Regions from separate parts of the Sus scrofa genome. Here region 1 is linked to region 2. A link is a contact called in public promoter capture Hi-C data. All regions are on one chromosome and are shown on one strand. The core of a region is the stretch at or near the end of the contact, and the rest is flanking DNA. Distances in the headings are between cores, read along the strand shown.

Region 1 (2,700 bases), core at 8-2,507, 240 kb after region 2:
TGGAAACAAATGTCCTGGGTTCTTATCCCAATTCAGCTGCTTGCCAGCTGTAGGACTGTTGACAAATCACTTAACAGTGTCTCAGTTTCCACATACGTAAAAATGAGAATAATAACAGAACCTACATCAAAGACTATTCTCTGAGGATTAAATGAGTTAAACATATAAAACGCTCAGAAGAGTGCCCGGCCTATAGTTTAGCTTAATATATTCTAGACATTATTATTATTATTAACCATTATCTCTGTTAAACAAGATTGCAGAAGAATTTGTTACCAGGAGAGAAAAAGAATTCAAGTAATGATATTTTGCTCTTTAACTTAAATGATATCAATTAAGACCTTCATTGTCTGGGGTGAAGAATATCACTAAGTCCCAGGCTTAAAGGTGACTACTTTCATACCTGAATAAAAGCATTTGCTTGCACACACTTTGCATTTTCCACTGTGACCTTGATTCCATTTTTAGTAGCGAAACAGGTGGCATGTTCTCGGAAATGAATAGCCTTCAAGATAGTGGAGAGATTCCTCACGTTGTCGAGGCTGGCCACTAAACTGTAATCACTCTCATCTGGGATCTGTTGTGTTAGGAGGGGCATGGTTCACTGCGCATTCCGCCCGGAGAGCGGCTCCTGATGCCAACACCTGCTCCCGCTGGTCGCGGAACACCTGATGAGATCAGACAAACTCCCGTCAATGCTGGCTAAGCCCGCGATCTCAACCTGCGCTGAGCCAAGTGGAAGAGGCCTGGACGGTGAACTCGACCGACCAGGGATTGAACCCCACTTCTGCCACTTAACTGTCTAACTTTGGGGGAAATTATCTCTTTAAGCTACGGTTTCCTCGTCTTCAGTAAGACGACAGTAACCATGAAAAACTGAACGATGAAAACACCCAACAACAACAACATCATTCTACTCGGGCCAGCTTCGCCACGCCAAGATGAGGCTGCGTATCACCAAAGAGTCGGTTTTGAGCTGTCCACGCAGCCAACCTCGTCCCTAACAGACAAGGGGTGGGGGTGGTCCTCGGATCCTCCAAAAGCCCCAGACAACGCGGCGCACCAACCCGCCGCGGGACTGCACCCGTTTACTAGTCTCGATATGCCAAGCGCCCAAACCCACCTTTGGGGTCGGGACGCAGCTCCCTGGCAGCCGGGGAGGAAGTGGAGCGGCTCCCGCCACTTTTTCAGACCCGCCAGCCCCGTCAGCACCGTCACCACAGAGATAGACAAAGCCTAGAGAGTCTGGCATCCGGTACCACAGAGACCGGAAAGAGGCACCTAGAGCTGGAGGACTGCCGAGCCCAGCCCCGGGACCATAGAGATGGGAAAGCGGAGCGAGCGGCGCAGCCGGAAGGAAGGCCCAGAGAGAAGCTGGGGAGCAAGATGGCGGGAAGCAAGATGGCGGCAACCAAGAGGAAACGGCGTGGAGGCCCGGCTGGTCCGGCGAAAAAGCTGAAAAGAAGCGAAAAAGACGCCAAGCCGCCTGCTAAGTCAAGCGAGGTGGCAGAGGAAGCGGAGGAGGAAGATAGAAATCGTATTCCGGGCCCGGTTTGCAAGGTAGAGTGGGCTCTGCGGCCGCGGCTCCGCACGCCTTCTCTGAGGCTACCTATTTGATTATGGCTCTGCGGGTTTCGGAGTTTCTGAGGTGTTCCTGGAGGTCGTTTTCAGCCCTTCCAGCTGGACTGGCTACCAGGTTTATAGCTAAAGCTTGGACACATGGCTGCCCTCCTGGAGGCGCGGGCTGAGCACCTGGGTGGGCTTCAGAGCTTTTAGAGGGTCACAGAGAAGCGACTTTGAGGGTCTTAATTCCAGCGTTTAGTCTTCCATTTACTCCCCTATTGTTGTTGTTGTTGGAGAGTAATAGTTTTACCAATTAAAGTTATTCCTCGCTATTGAGTGTATCCCTTAGAGTAATACTTCCATATACCGACATAGTTAGGTATGGTTAGTTAGGAATCCTAAAGCTTGTTATGTGGCCCTTTAAAAAGTTCCTTTTCTTGGGATTGTGAATTTGACTTGCTTGATCTCGGGGTAATGAAAGCTAGACAAGATAACGTGAGCTTTTCTTGTATTCATGAAGTTTTAACGTGCCGGGCACGGTGAGAAGTTAGGTTTCCCCTGCCTTGGGATTGCAAAACTAGAATGTGACCACTTCAGTTTAGAAGGAAACTAGGAACTTATATGTTTTTTGCTCAAAACAAGGTGAGCACAAGTTGCTGCTAACTTTAATTCGACTGAGAGCTCCTTAAGCCAGGTCAAATATTGTGGAGACTAGAGTTAACATTTGTTTCATAAACTTCTCTGTCGACCTTCAGCTTTGCCAGATCTCTGTTTGACACGCTAGCGAGTAATAAATGACCCTTAATGGTTTGGTGGGGTGGCAAGCATTGGGAAAGGAGTGAGCTTTGAGGAATGAAAGATGAGCTTGAATTGTAGCCCTGCTCTTAACAGGGACGTTTTGAGCTCTTTTCTCACCTGCAAATTGAAAGGAAGAAAATATGATTTGCTTTTTATGAAAAATAAGCAGACTTCTGTTAGATTTTCAGTAAATGTTAAGCGTTCTCTTTTAGGAGCTAGAAAAAATACGATAAGGATCTATGAGTTGAGTTATAAATGAAAATTCTATTTAAATGAAGAAGATAAATATTGCTCTAGAATAAACAGGTTAGGGATTATGAAGGATTTGATTTAGCCTTT
Region 2 (2,700 bases), core at 95-2,594:
TAAAGAACCTCTGACCTATGATTTAGAAAGGGAAGGCCATGCAACTAGTCACACACCTTCTGCTCTCTGCTAAGTCACCTGTTAAAGCTAAGACAGGCTGTCCCCTTGGCTTGGTGGTGGGTGGGTGATGAGGGGGTACAGATAACGTCTGTCTCCAAGTCCTAAAGATCTGGCCGAGACATTGTAAATTGACCTCTGGCAAGGAGAATTTCATTTTTGTTGGAATTGCTTTTTTAAAGAAGTTCAATTGATTTAGAGTGGATCTCACCAGAAAAGGTCTCATACTGCTTATTTATTCAAGAAGCTGTCTGCCCTCAGCAAAGGATGTAGAGTTAACAGGGAAAGCACAGGGGTTTTGGAGAAAAAAGACTTTTTAAGCCATAGCTGGTTAGCTTGACCAATGAGTGGCAAAGCTGATCCAAATTAAGTGAGAGGTAGAGAGGTTTGCAATCCCTGGAATTAAAGGAGGAGTCTGTCACCATTCAAACGCCAGGCTCAGCAGCTGGGGAAAGAAGAAACTCTCGAGGGATGTGTGTGTGTAAGAAACTCTCGAGGGGCGTGTGTGTGTGTGTGTGTGTGTGTGTAAAGAAGAAACTCTGGAGGTGTGTGTGTGTGTGGCCAGCCCCCTTTGCATCCCAGACCTCGCAGGGCGGGCATTCCCAGAGGTGTCGCTCAGTTCAGGCTGTCGGTTTCTCCTTCCCAGCGCCTGGGCAACACAACGCTGGGAGTCTTCTCCTGCCACCTGAGGAGTGTTTGGAACAGTCACTCCAACCAACTGGTTCAGTCCAGAGAATATGAGCGTATTCTAGTTTACTTTCTGTTCAAGAATTTTGGAGAAAACAACCGACTTAAAGGAGCTCGGATGAGTGACTTTACAACACCCCCACGACCACAAACGACTTTGGACATTAACCAGAAAGGAAGACTATTCAGGATCTCATCCGTCTTAAACCCGGTGGTTTCCATTAACTTCAGGTGATGAGGCTCAAACAGATCCACGGGGGAGGGTCCCACGATCTGGGGAAAACTGAAAGCAAGCCGCGGACGCCACGGCGCGCGGGCCTGAGGAGGGGGCGGCCGCCGGGCGGGAGCACCTCCAGCAGGTCCCGGCCGGAGCGCGGGGCCGGATCACCTGACTCGCGGAATTTGGGGCCGCGCGGGGGGGAAGGGGAGGGGAATGGTTAGCACCTCCCTCCCCGCTCCCGCGGGATCCGGGTCGGCGGGGGCCGGCGCCGGGCGGCCACGTGGTGGTGCTGCCGCTGCCCCCGCCCCGCCGGCCCAGCCCGGGAGCCGCGGCGCCCACTGACCCCCGCAGCGGGGGAGGAGGAGGAGGGACCGAGGCGCAGGAAGCCGAGCAGGAAGCGAGCCCGGCGGCCGCGTTTTCCTGGGGAAGCGGCGGGCGGGGTGGCGCAGCCAGCGGGGCCCGGGAGCCGCCGCCGTCTCGATGGGGTGAGTTCGCGGCGCTGAGAGTTGGGAAGCTCCCGGGAGCGGGGTCCTCGGCTACGGTCCCCGCCTTTGTGTCTGGGACTCGGATGAGGGAGGCGGCGAGGAGGCGCGGACGGCGCGCCGGGCAGAGGGGCTTGGCGGGGTGGCTGCGAGGGTCCCGTCACCGCTCTCTTGTCCCCGCCGGCCGCCAACTGTCTGCCGAGGACAGATTGAGAAACAGAGGAAGAGGAGGATGGTGGGGGGTCAGAGTAGAGAGGGAGGACGAGCCAAGTTGGGAGAGGGGTCCTCTCCTACCGGCCCCCGCGACTCGTAGGCCGGCTGAGGCAAGGGTGGTTGCGGAGGGAGCGCGGGTGGGAATGAATGACCAGCCCCCGGCAGGGCGTTCTGGCTGCGCCCAGTCAGCTCCCTGTCCCACCTGCCTGGCCGGTCCGGCGCCTGACTCCCCCGGGTCCCCGCTTCTGGACTCGACGCGCCTCCGCGCTGAACTTGGAGGAGGTGGGAGGAAGGCGCGAGCGGGAGACTCGGCGGGCTGGGGCGGCCGAGGGTCCGCTATTGTTCCTTTTCTGACTTCAGGAGCCCTCAGCTGGTGCAAGGGTGCAGGCGACGCCGCTCCGGGCGCGGGACTGACCCCCGCTCCCGGTTCTTCTTGTCCTTTTCCCTAGCGCAGCTCCGAGAAGGGCTGGGAGGAAAGATGCTGGAGTTCGGGCCGACTCCGAGTAGCTGGGACTTGGGGAGGAGGGAGGATGTGGAGCCGAGAGAAGGGCTCCCGCCCGCCATCCACTCCAACCTCTGCTCTGCAGGGTGGGTACCCTCCCTAACCCACCCTCTCTTCAGTGCTGGCTTGGGCAGGTTTTTGTGTCTGTTGTTTAGTTTCTGCAGTTTGCAGAGTTCATCTGCTAACCCCTAGCTGACGCTTTCCTTTGCGTTTGGACCTCGTACCCCGCTTTTGTGAAGAGGGGTAGGCTCAGAGCCGGGAGAGGCTGCAGACAGACTCCATCCAGGCAGACGGAGCCCACGGTAAAGTGGAGACGTTACAAGTGACCTCGCAGCACCTGGGCTGTATAGCCAAGCTTGCGCTTCTCCAAGGAGCCCAGCTCAGGGAAACTTTGTTTCCAACGATTGGGGCAAATCTGCGGACTCAAGGCCGCTCACCTGGACCTCGCGGGTTCCTTTGGCCGCAGGGTCACAGGTGATTTAGTTTGGTCTCTGTTTTCCTTCCAAGGGAGGAGACTATTAAGCGCCCTGGGATGATGG

Evidence for each region. Promoter capture Hi-C pulls out the DNA fragments that hold promoters and counts their contacts.
Region 1: a contact with region 2 is called in a promoter capture Hi-C map of liver, with 4 times the contacts expected there. The contact joins the promoter of RAD1 here to the promoter of RAI14 in region 2. A contact is called at or near these places in 1 of 5 promoter capture datasets (liver) and 2 of 47 Hi-C or Micro-C datasets (heart right ventricle and liver).

The regions. Positions count from the first base shown.
Region 1 is chr16:20,510,915-20,513,614 of Sscrofa11.1, forward strand. It overlaps RAD1 (cell cycle checkpoint protein RAD1), which reads right to left and starts at 1,258. Exons shown (of 8, transcript XR_308376.3): 1 at 1,124-1,258; 2 at 404-668. It overlaps BRIX1 (BRX1, biogenesis of ribosomes), which reads left to right and starts at 1,367. Exons shown (of 10, transcript NM_001244824.1): 1 at 1,367-1,560. The coding sequence starts at 1,387.
Region 2 is chr16:20,267,384-20,270,083 of Sscrofa11.1, forward strand. RAI14 (retinoic acid induced 14) reads left to right here and starts at 1,345. Exons shown (of 20, transcript NM_001128462.1): 1 at 1,345-1,449.